Linked DNA regions of Rattus norvegicus: region 1 is linked to region 2. Evidence: chromatin contacts called from public Hi-C data. All regions are on one chromosome and are shown on one strand. The core of a region is the stretch at or near the end of the contact, and the rest is flanking DNA. Distances in the headings are between cores, read along the strand shown. Region 1 overlaps F11r (F11 receptor). Region 2 holds the start of Usp21 (ubiquitin specific peptidase 21).

Evidence for each region. A called contact is a pair of places that touch in the nucleus more often than the background predicts.
Region 1: a contact with region 2 is called in a Hi-C map of hepatocytes, with 2.6 times the contacts expected there. The contact joins the enhancer-like site here to the promoter of Usp21 in region 2. A contact is called at or near these places in 3 of 12 Hi-C or Micro-C datasets (the A7r5 cell line, hepatocytes and mammary epithelial cells).

The regions. Positions count from the first base shown.
Region 1 is chr13:86,429,336-86,434,940 of GRCr8, forward strand. F11r (F11 receptor) reads left to right here. Exons shown (of 10, transcript NM_053796.1): 10 at 1-484. Among named protein-coding and RNA genes, the nearest start is that of F11r, 26 kb to the left of the region's middle. Within about 2 kb of position 4,261, at least 6 of the 93 cell types and tissues checked have an H3K27ac peak or open chromatin away from gene starts, as enhancers often do. A contact at or near this core is called in hepatocytes, where this site is marked.
Region 2 is chr13:86,237,244-86,243,312 of GRCr8, forward strand. Usp21 (ubiquitin specific peptidase 21) reads right to left here and starts at 3,937. Exons shown (of 13, transcript NM_001127638.2): 1 at 3,744-3,937; 2 at 2,332-2,952; 3 at 1,526-1,585; 4 at 1,120-1,240; 5 at 797-908; 6 at 462-617. The coding sequence starts at 2,931. It overlaps Ufc1 (ubiquitin-fold modifier conjugating enzyme 1), which reads right to left. Exons shown (of 6, transcript NM_001003709.3): 3 at 5,858-5,921; 4 at 5,484-5,560; 5 at 5,145-5,235; 6 at 4,536-4,945. The coding sequence ends at 4,865.

The DNA of each region.
Region 1 (5,605 bases), core at 3,011-5,510, 190 kb after region 2:
GGCTGAGGCATTTGATGGTGACCTCAGGTGTCTAGCCTCTGGAGCCTGCTCTTTGTCTCAAAATGTGCCACTGGGATTCTCCTGGATACAAGTAAACTGACACCGTGTCCGAACAAGGTGGGAGAGCTCGGTTAACTCCCAAGAGACTTGGAGTGAGAAAGATTTAAAGCGATCTAAGGAGAAAAGGCTGGAACTGGTGGCTGTTAGTCACTTCATTTGGCTGGAACTACTGCACAGACCCTTGTAAGATTTATATGGATCGAGGAGATGTGTGTGTTAATAGTCTCGTCTCTTTGATGGTGTGTGTGTGTGTGTGTGTGTGTGTGTGTGTGTGGAGAGAGAGAGAGAGAGAGAGAGAGAGAGAGAGTGAGATTGAGATTCTATATTGAAATTGATTGTTATATAGAAGGGCTTTCTAGCTCTTTGGCAAGGTTGTGTTTATATCTGACAGATGTTGCTGGAAATAAAAACTTGATTTGACAAACTTCTTTTTGTCGGAAGTGGGGGAATGTTTTAGGGACTCTAGGCTACTTTTTATAAACAAAGTACATCAAAGTTCTGCTTCCCAGCAATCCATGGCTGGTCCTCAGGACTCCGTTCTTAACTCAAGGCAAAGCTTCTAGACATCAGAACCTGGTTCTCCTGCTGCTTGGACAAAGGTGGTGCTGTGCTGGGGGGGAAGCTGCTATTCAGTCAAGTTGGGGAAGAAAGTGTCCACGCACTCTCCTGCCTGGCGGTCATAATGGCCCTCCCTCAGGCTTCTAAAGGACAGTTCCTCCAGCCGTTTAATATTTGAGACAAGTAGGAATCTGGATAGGTCTGGCGGTCATTTCTCTCTTCCATTTGGGTTCCTTGCAGCTTTTGGAAATTAAATACTTAAGGGCAGAGTTTTCCAGAGGAAATAAAATCCAATTGGACAATAAAAGAGAAATTCTAAAGTTAAAGGATTTGTTTCAGTTGGGTGGGGCTGGGGTGGGATTTCATTGCCCTTCTAGTATACTAGATAAACAATCCCCTCGGGTCCTTTTGATGTGAGAGTCCGTTACTCTTGGGGTTCCCCTCTCCAGCCTATGGTATGCTTTGGGAATGCCACCTCTGGTTTCATTTTACAGTGTCGAAACGAATTCTTGTAATAAACATCTATTTTTCACATTGATTTTGTTTAAATCCCGAAGTTCTGCATGCAGCAAGAGATGGGACTCAGGATGGAGAGAAAGTAAGGTTAGTAAAGTGCTTGCCTCGCTGGAAGCCAACATTGTGTTAAATCAGGTGTGGTTGTGCACGCTTGTGATCCCAGCGCTTCTTCAGAGGCAGACGCAGCAGGGTTACAAGTTCCTAGTCATCCACAGATAAACAGGAAGTTTAAGGCCATCTTGGGCTGCATGAGATCTTTTCTCAAAACAAAAACTAAAAATGAAAAGGGAAATTAAAAAAAAAAAACGACTCGGACTCCAAAGACATCTGAAGTCTTCCTGGTTATTCGAGATTAGGGCTGTCCATTCCTATGTCTCCTTGATACATTAAAAAAAATTTAAAGTGTGTGTGTGTGTGTGTGTGTACAGGTGTCAGGAGAGGGCATTGGATTTCCGTTGACCTTGAGTAACAGGCAATGTGGATGCTTGTTGGTGCCTGCGCTGCCAGTGTGTGAATATCGGGCGTAGGTCTGCGGAATTGAAAGAAAACACGTACACGGGTCACCCGTTTTCAGTGAGTGCCACCAAGGCTTTCCTGAGATTTCCTTATATATTCGAGGCAAAAGCCGTGGAAAAACAACAAGGCAGGTGAAAATCCCCAACCAGGAAAACAGGAAAAGTCTGTGGTGAAAGTTCCGGCCCAATCCGGGGCTTAAACAACTTCTTAACAACAACAAGCAGGAAGGCTCAGTGGGGAGGAAGGGTGCCATGGAGAATCCCAGCCCCAAATCTGGGGCTAAGAGCAGCTGCCAAGGGTGTAAACAAGTTCTTGCTATAGCAGGCGAAGAGGCTCAGCGAGGGGGGAGGGAAACACCAAGGTAGGGCCCAACAGATGCTGGGAACCAGACTTGGACCCCCTGAAGCGCAGTAGGTGCTCTTAGCCACTGAGCCAACTCTCTAATAGCCCTCACCTAATACTACATTTAAAAAATAGATGTATTTTTACTTAGCTTTTCTTTCGTAGACTTGCGCATGAATGATAATGACCTAGAGATGGCTGCTATCTCTGGGATGGAGAATGGGCCAGTGCTAGGGATATGGTTTGCATGTGATACGGACTTTATCTGGTGTAAAATAGTGGGATCTTGGAGTTGGGGATTTAGCTCAGTGGTAGGGCGCTTGCCTAGCAAGCACAAGGCCCTGGGTTCGGTCCCCAGCTCCGAAAAAAGAAAAGAAAAGAAAAAAAAATAGTGGGATCTTAAGGATGCATTTGTTCCTGTCTTTTTTCCTCATTTTCTTGTTAAGCTATAGACAGTGATGGTTTGGCATGTACAATGTGTTATGGTTATAGTCACATTAACACTTAACTAAAGTGGACAGCATCTAAGGGTAGTTCAGGAAGAGAGAGAGAGCCCTTGCCTGGCGAGTGTGAGGCTGGGTTTCAGCTTCTATAGAGAGAAGACGAAGAATGAATGTTTCTCTCCCAACTGCTCCCCATCTCAAACATCAACCAACTTGGCTGTTTCTGTGTGGGCAGGATCTGTAGAGTAAGGCTGACTGTTGGGAAAGTGGAAGAAAGGGGACTCTGTTGGAGTGAGATGACAAGTTTTCCTCAGGGTGCATGAACTCGAGATCTGCCTGCCTCTGCCTCCCAACACAGGGATTAAAAGCATACTGCCACCACCACCACCAGGCCTGATACTAGATTTTCACAGTCAGTGCCAGAGAAGGCATAATAAATATACTGGAGAAGCTTAATTTAACTTTTTAAAAATTACTGTGTATGCACATTACATGCGTGCTTGGTACCCATGAAAGCCAGAACAGGATGTCAGGTCCTCTGGAACTGGAGATCCAGACAGATAGATGGTTGTGGGCCCAGTTATGGGAATTAGACCTGGTCTTCTGCTGGAGCAGCAAAAGTGCTTTTAACTGCTGAGCCATCTCCTTCCCCTCCCCCACTCCCACACCCTTTCATCATCCCCCTGTGTATCCCTTACAAAGCCTGGAACTTCCCAGTAAACCAGTCTGGCCTTGGAACCTGAGGCTATCTCCTGCCTCTTAACTCCTGAGTGCTGGGACTATAGGCCTAGTAGTAAGACAGCTTTTTGGTAAAGAACAAAACCACACCCACTGTCCACTCCCTAAGAGAATCCTAGTGGGTCTGTAAATGAGGTTGCTAGGAAGGGCCTTAAGGAAATAAAGGTCTGGGGATATAGATCCGCCAGAAGAGCACTCGCCTAGTAAACTCCAAGGTCCTGGGTTCAATCCCTGGTGTGTTAAGAACAAAAGAAAGCAGCCAGTTGGGACCCATCACTCTGGGAGCAGGGAGGTTAGGAATTCAAGCTCTTTTTTCAAAAGTGCTGAGTTGAAGATCAGCAGCGAAGGCTGAAGGCTGACAGTGGTGGTGCACCCCTTTCATCCCAGCATTCGGGAGGCAGAGGCAGGCACATCTCCCTGGGTTTGAGGCCAGCCTCATCTACAGAGAATCCCACAGTGAGCTGCCTAGAGAAAGCCTGCCTTGTAAAACCAACCAACCACTAACAGAAAACTGGATTCACCAGAGGATCAGTCCGAGGCTACATGAGACCACGTCTAAAACGATAGCAACAATCAATAATAATAAAGACTGTCTAAGGAATAAGGGTTAGTGCGCAGATCTATTCAACCTGAGTATTTTTCCTCCACAGCGATCTTTTGCTGGTCATTGACCATTCACTGATGAGACTAATAAACATGGCTGTCTTTGTGTTCTGTGTGTCTTTTGAATTCATTTGCTGCAAAACAGAAGTCAAAAGAGCTTATAACGAGATATTTTCTTGTTCTGCTTTCGTGGGATGTCTGTCCATGTGGGTGTGTGCTTGCGTGATGAATGTAGAGGCCAGAGGTCAATGTTAGGTGGCTTCCTTACTAGCTTTCCACCTCTCAGCTAAACCTAGAGATTACCCAATTTTGTATATTTATAAACTCTCAAAGCCCGCCAGCCCCCCTCCCCCCCACCTCCGTGAGACGCTCCAGCAGCCAGGCCCCGCCCCTGTCTTTCCTAATAGGCCAGAGGATTTTAAATAGCTGTAACTGCTGTTCTAGCCTCACAATTGGGGGAGGGAGGATAAATGGCTAGGCCTGCTCCAGGGTTTTCTATTGGCTGTTGTAATGGCCATTCCTAGCCTGAGGCAGGAGAGTGGCCAGATCCCACCCTATGTGAAAAAAAACAAAAAACCAAAAAACCAATCTTGAGTTTGCCCTAAGGATCAGACCACGTAATCCCTCCAATCCTAGGCCACTCTGGAAAAGCCCCGTCCCCACAGGAACCCCACATAACCCCTGCGTTTGTGTGAAATCTCCCCGCAGTTACTGGGTTGTACTCAGCCCTACAAGGTCAATTGAGTATTGCTTTGGTGACCTTGCTGAGCACTAAGTGATTGGTCCGAAGAAGACTGCTGCCAGAGAGCGCCTGTCCTCACGATGTATTGCTATCTGCATGCAAAATATGAACCTTCCTAGTGGATAGCAGACAGTTGCCATAATAACAACGGAAAGCCCTATATAAGCAGAGAAAAGAGGGGTAGCTCAACTTACTACTAGAAGACATGATTATGACTCCCCGTTACTAGCAGTCCCCCCTCAAGATTTATTTATTTTATTTATGTGAGTACACTGTCGCTGTCTTCAGACACACCAGAAGAGGGCATCAGATCCCATTACAGATGGTTGTGAGCCACCATGTGGTGGTTGCTGGAAATTGAACACAGGACTTGTGGAAGAGCAGCCAGTGCTTTTAACCGCTGAGCCATCTCTACTTTTTTTTTTTTGAATGAGTTGATTAATGTGGTCTCTCATGTACTCCAAACTGACTTTGAACCCACTGTAGCGGAAGAGGACCTTGAATTCTTGATCTGTCTTTTAAATTCTGGTAGTACAAGTGTATGACAACACTCCGCTTCAGTCTCTTTTCCCTCCTGCTCTTTACCCTCTCGCCTCCTCTCCCCTCCCCTCCTCTCCCCTCCCCTCCTTTTTTCTTTTACACTGGGTCTCACTGTGACTTTGGCTCACCTGGAGCTGAACTAGCTTCATGGATCAGTTTTTGCAAACCTCCTTCCTCTCTGTTCCCCAAGAGCTAAAAGAGGGATACACCGTAGCTCCTTCTTTCTTTCACTGGGTTTTAAAACCAAAACAAAAAAATCAGTCGGATGTGGTGCATGCCTTTAATCCCAGTCCTTGGGAAGTAGAGGCAGGTGGATCTCTCTGAGTTCGAGGTCAGTATTGTATACAAAGTAAATTCCAGAACAGCCAGGATTGTTACACAGAGAGGCCCTGTCTAAAAACAATGTCAAAACAACAATAACAAAAATTAAAAAAACAAAACAAAACACTTTTCTGACAGCTGAACCCCCGGGGTTGGAGTGTGTGTGTGGGGGGGGGCTCAGTGGGGAAGAATGCTCACTGAACAATCACAAAGACCTGCATTTGAA
Region 2 (6,069 bases), core at 2,687-5,186:
GCCGTGTTAATACTGGGCACCCCTAAACCACTGAAATTACCCACAGAACCCTGTTCCCTATTCACATACCAGCGCCTTCCCTAAATTTCTAGTCAAAGGAGTAAGAAATGCTTCTGGGAACTTTCCAGGGAAATCCAAGATGAAAGGGAAAAGGAGATAGATAGATAGATAGATAGATAGATAGATAGATAGATAGATAGAGTCATCTTCCTCTACAAGCTTTTGATATATTTGATTGTAGAAGCCTCTCTTTCCCCAGTTTAATGGCATCCCTGACACTATTTTCTGTTTGCCTATATCTGTACTTCTCAGCTTCCCCCTTTTTCCCTTCCTTCCTTTTTTTTCCTGTGCTAAAGGGTCTCCCCTGGGCCCTACATGTCCAGTTTCGGTTGGCTCAGCTCTGTGAAGACTGAATGCTGACTGAACTACTGAAAAGAGGAACAAAGGGGAACAAACCTTACCTCAGTTCAGGTTCTTCATGCAGAGCCCCTCCTCGGCGAGGTGGGGAGGGAACTGGACCACTGGCCAGAATTGGTGGTGCCCGGCGGCCTCGTCGGTTGATTTCGAGGTGCAACCGCTCCATAAGGAGCTTCAGGAACTCTTGGGCATCCTGCTGGCTATAGCCAGACAGAATATGGACAAGTGATCTATTTGTGGTCCACAAGTATCCCCTGCCCAATCTGGGTCCCTGTTTCCTCTGTAGGAAACCTCAAGGCTCAGAACATGGCTGCTAGAGCCTCTGTTTGGCCCAACCCCAGACACAGCCAGAGAGAAATCCTATTCACTCAGTTCCCACCTGTATCCAGAGAAGGAAGGGACGTATTTCTGGAAGACAGCCCGGAATCGGGTAGGATTCACAGCTTCACAGGAGTCAGGGTGCCAGAGGGCACCAATCACATCTGCAAAGGCTGTTGGTTTGACAGTGGGGAAGGGATTCAAAGTTAATGTCTGGAAGGGCAGGCAGGAAGAGATTCAGTGGCTAGAAAATCTCTAGGAAGAAAGAAACTGGGGGAAATGGATGAATCTGTCAGCTTGAAGGGCTGGGAGCCATGGGTATTGGGAGGAGAGAACCGAAGGGGATGGGGAAGGAGAACAGAAGCATCAGGAGTTGTTGCCCACCTTCTGTGAGTTCCTGGGCTCGGCCTCCTCCGGGCACCTCTTGCCGGAAGTCCCTTCGCAGACAAAAGTCTCGAAGAGGCCTTGTGCTGCTCAAACACTGTAACACGGCGTTCAGGAAGCACTGCAGAAGCAGTAGGAACACTGCCGTTACCTTTTTTTTTTTTTTTTTTTTTTTGGTTCTTTTTTTCGGAGCTGGGGACCGAACCCAGGGCCTTGTGCTTCCTAGGTAAGCGCTCTACCACTGAGCTAAATCCCCAGCCCCTGCCATTACCTTTCCAGACGGGTGCCCAGCAGGACCAAGAGCTTCACTGCTCTCGCCTGCATGCCTTCCCTAGCTCTGCCATTGTTTCCACCCCCCAACACCATCTCACATTCCTTTTACGGAGGACGGGAAAATGGCTCTTACTGTATTTCCTAGATTTCGGAGGCCAACATGACCAGAGCCCAGAAGCAGTGTGTGGTGAGCCTGTAAAGTCAGAGGACAGTCATATTCTACCTGGTGCTTTCAATAGCATGCTGTCGAATGTCTCCCCAGCCCCATTCGTGCCCCAACTCGACCCTGTTCCCTCACTGGCCATCCTACCTCACTGGTCATGAGTAGTAAACCCATCACAGCTGAGTGTACCACAGATTCAGCCATGGCTGTCACGCCTAGTCCCCATTTACTCCGCTGCCAAGCTAGCCGGCGTTGCAGCTCCTGAGGCAACTCCCCAAGCACTGGCATGGTTGCCCAGCTGCTCCCCACCCCCACCTTACTGCCCCCAAATCCGCCTCCTGCCCCCGTGGCCCCTTCTTGCACCCTCTCCTGCTGGCTCCAACTGCAGGCAGCCTAACTCATTTAGCTCAGGAAATGGGTAACCACGCCAGGAAAGGTGCTCTTAACCCCGCCCCTCTTCAGCTCCAGGGATTAATTAGGTCGAGGCCTAGTCCTAGGAGAGAAGTTGCCTTAAAAGAGAGGGCCTAAGGACCCAAAGAAGAATTCTAAATAGTCAGGCTAATTCCCTAGGGACTAGAATGGCACACCAAGTTGGAGAATCACATAAAAACCCAAAATAAGATCTAGAAGGTCTCAGAAAAGACAAGAATCCACTGGTGTAATGAGGGTTTGACAAAGGGACTTGGAGAAGGGAACACAGGAGAGTCATAGTATGACAAAGTTGAAGGCAAGAGGAGCATGTGCATGGAAGACCACGTGTGCTGGCAAGTCCTCACCATCTTGTCATCAGAGTAGAAAGGCTCAGAAGGCCGGGCAGATATCATGTGGAAGGAGCCATGGGAAGGAGGGGGCTCTGTCCGTATGCTGAGCAGGGTAGGGGGTCCAGGGAAACCCCCAAGACGCCGGAGAGAAGTACTACGTCTCAAAGTGGGTGGCTCAGGCCGGAGTGCCAGGCGGCTCAGTGCAGCCCCTAGCTCGCCAGTGCCACGGTGCCCTCCCAAGGCAATCCCCATTGGACGCAAGTCCCCACTGCTCACAGACTTGGATCGGGTTAGGTTGGTCCGGGATGGGAGAGGCAGAGCCACAGTTGGGGGTGGTGAGCCAGGCAAGGGAACCCCATGATCTGCTCGAAGGGGACCTCTAGGACGAGAGCCTGAGGTCCGACCCCGACCCAAATCCAGTTTCTTGAGCCTTTCATCTGGGGGACCTGGCCTGGGAGGCAAAGGTCGTAACATGGAGTTTGGCCCAGGAACTGGGTTTCGGCGCTCCTTGCTGCGGGCCCGGGGAGGAAACGGTATCTTGGCTCCCACTCGGGGCTGTACATTGACAGGTGGCTCTCGAGTCCGGCCCAGGCGGTGCTCAGAAGCCTGGGGCATTGTGGGCACCGCAGGCTGGACCTGAGGAGAACAGAGGGTCAGCATTTGAATTAGGAAGGGAGATAAGATATAGGTTACCAAGCAAGCTGGCTTCTTTGTGAGGGCATGAATAACGTTTATAAAGCCAGTTCTTGCATCTCCAGTACCTGGCAATGTTTGGCACAAGAAAAATACTTAGTACTCCTTGAATAAACAAATGACTGAATAGTAGACCATCATTTTGACCTTTCCATGCCCCACCCCCTCTCTATAGAATACAGATTTATTGAAAAAGCCAATGGTAGTCTCAATCTCAGCTGTTTTTATAATCTACGAACTAATCCTCATATGTGGCTAGTCAAGTAGGATGTGCCTTAGACCTGGGACTGTGAACGCAAGAATCAGTCAAAAAGACAGCATTCTAACCTCAACCCCTGCTCCTCTGGGTTGCAAATGAAGCCAATCAAACGGATGATCTGCAATCCACTCCCTCCTCCAATTCTGAACTCCTACTTGGTGTTTGGGCCCAGGGGGGGGCAAAGGTTTGAGATAGAGGACGAACTACTTGACCCCTAATTTCTGCACCTCTCCCACCACAGCAGGGTTTTACCCGGGTCCGCCCCCCTCGAGGGCAGAAAGGCCGAGGCTGCTGATTGGCTACGGGGTCCGGCGGCATATTCCCCGCGGTCCGAGAATGCTGTTCTTCCAGCCCAGTTCTCCCAGGCCCCGCTGGGCACCGCGAGCCTCTCCCTTTGTGGTGAACGTCCTTTGGGGTCTGGATCCATCCTCCCTCGGCTCTCCCACCCCACCCGCCATAACGTCCCGGCCCATACCTGTCCCCCGGTGAGGCGGCGGGGGAGGCCAGCCGGGGTCCAGCTCCAGCTCAGGGCCACCCCCTCCTACCCCCGAACAGCCTCCCCGCAGGCCAGGCTGCAGCTTTAGCCGCAGCTGTTGCCCAGCTTGCTCCCGCCGCAAGGGCCGCCGCCATCTTTGTTGGTGCCGCCCGGCCACCGGCCACCGGCTTCACAGTCTCTTAGGCGCCTGCGCGCCCACACTCGAAATCCTCCCACCCAACTCCTCGGCGCTTGCGTGAACCCGCCCCCACGGCTCCCCGACCGACACCATGGAAACGCAGCCAACTTTAGAACCACTAGTTTCAGGCCCTGCCTGATGGTGGTCTTTAAACCATTGCTGCAAGTCCCTGAGGCCAAGGCTCCTCACCCAGTCATATGGTCCATAGGGATGAAGAGCTGAATAGTCGAAGACTAAAGGAAGGGCTTGCAACACAGATTCTTCCCAAACAAGAGGGATGCAGTGGGAAAGCAGCATGCAGGTCCAGCCAGCAAACCAATAGAGAAGCATTTAACACCCCACCTAAGGATAGGGAGATCCCTAGTGGGCAGAGAGCGCTGGACCTGTAAAACTCATTCTTCAAGCTTCTTTGTAGGCTCAGGCAGTAAGTAAAGCATGGTTCACTGCTAAAGGGCAAAAAGTAAACCCCAACAGCAAGGGAAGAAACCAGATTTTCTTCCACTCACACCCCCCTCCCTACCTCACGTAGTTGTTCATGTACCTCCATATTTTGCTTGTTCACCTTGTTAACAGCCATCAATGAGACCCACAGGCCACCATGGGAAGCAGCTTTTATTGACAGGTTGTCTCCAGAAATCAAAAAGCTATATGCTGTCAGTTACACCCCAGGTCTCCAAAATGCCTCCAGGGCTCTGCTTGGAGAAGGGATACAAACCGCCTCTTTCAAGGCCCAAATCTTTCACCTCTCTGTACAGCTTAATTTAGCAACTTTGTGACCTTGCCCTTTTGTTGGGTTTTGTTATTTGTCCCTCCAGCTACTTTGTAATGGCCAGAGGTGACCCTTGAAGGAATCATGAGAAAGGAGGAAACAGAATCAGAGTCTAGCAACAGTCCCTCTGTCCTGCCTCAGAAGCTTCATCCTTCATTGGTTGCATTTTTCTTTGTGCTGGATCACACCCTTCTGAATCAGATCAGGGACTTCCACTGCCAGCCAAGGACCCAGCTGCAATGCAAGGGAAACCCTGTGAGGTTACTGTCCCAGTCCATGCCTCTCGTTCCACCTGAGCCTCCTTCCCGGAGACTCCAGGTCCTAGAGTCTAGGAGGACAGTCCAAGGGATGTTCGGTCTCAGCTTTGTGTATGATAGGGTTAGGGTCCTCAACCCTCCCTCTTCCTCTCATACACCAAGAACAACAAACTTACCCCCAGGGCCATGAGGTGAGCTAGTCCAAACTTGGGCACATTCCTGGCCCACAAAGGTTTGAAATGATCAGTTAGACATATTTTGCCACCCCTACGAGAAGGACAAGAGGAAGGTGTTAACACATGAAACCAGCTTAATGTACAGCGGCCTCTTGGGAACACAGGAAGATGAGTGCTCAGAATGGAGCACAAGGTCAGCTAAGTACTTTGCATAGGTTTGACATAGGAGACCAGGACTCCCTCTAGACTCTGGAGCAGCAGGCCCTGGGGAAAGCACGTGTCTCTGCAGCTCCTCCCTAAGGCTTCCTTTGCTCTTTCTCACCTCCTGGGCAGTCCTACCTGTACATCTTTGCCGTTTTCCCATCCAGCTCAGGGACTGCAATTTCTGGAGCAGTAGTGGGATATGTGATAGGAATCTGGAGAAATTACAAAGCCATAATAAAACAGAGAATCGAGAGAAAAATGAACCAGTCTAATCAAACATATATATCTCTTGGTTGAACTGCTTGTTTAGCTGATTCCCCAAGCGGCATGTGCACACCAGGATTCTAGACAAAGAGATTAGTAATTGTTACACATCTGCTTCAAACCTCAGCTTTCCCCTCCCACTTCAAAAGCTTTATTTGGTCCCTTCATGAGAGGTCAGCTTGTCGACAATCCGCTGATCAGTCCTTTTCTACTAACCTTCATACTTCCCATTCTATCACACTCACTTCAAACTCGATGTCAAACTCGTATTTGAGGAAGTCGTGGATGTACCAGCATTTTCCAAACCACCTGCAACAGAGATCAAACCTCAGACCATCCCCACCATACGCAAATGACATCTCTGCTTAGGGAAGACTCACATGTGAATAACTAGGAGCTCTAAATAAGTATGGCAGCTTTGGCGGGTGCTTATGGGATCCCAGATTGCTTAAGCCAG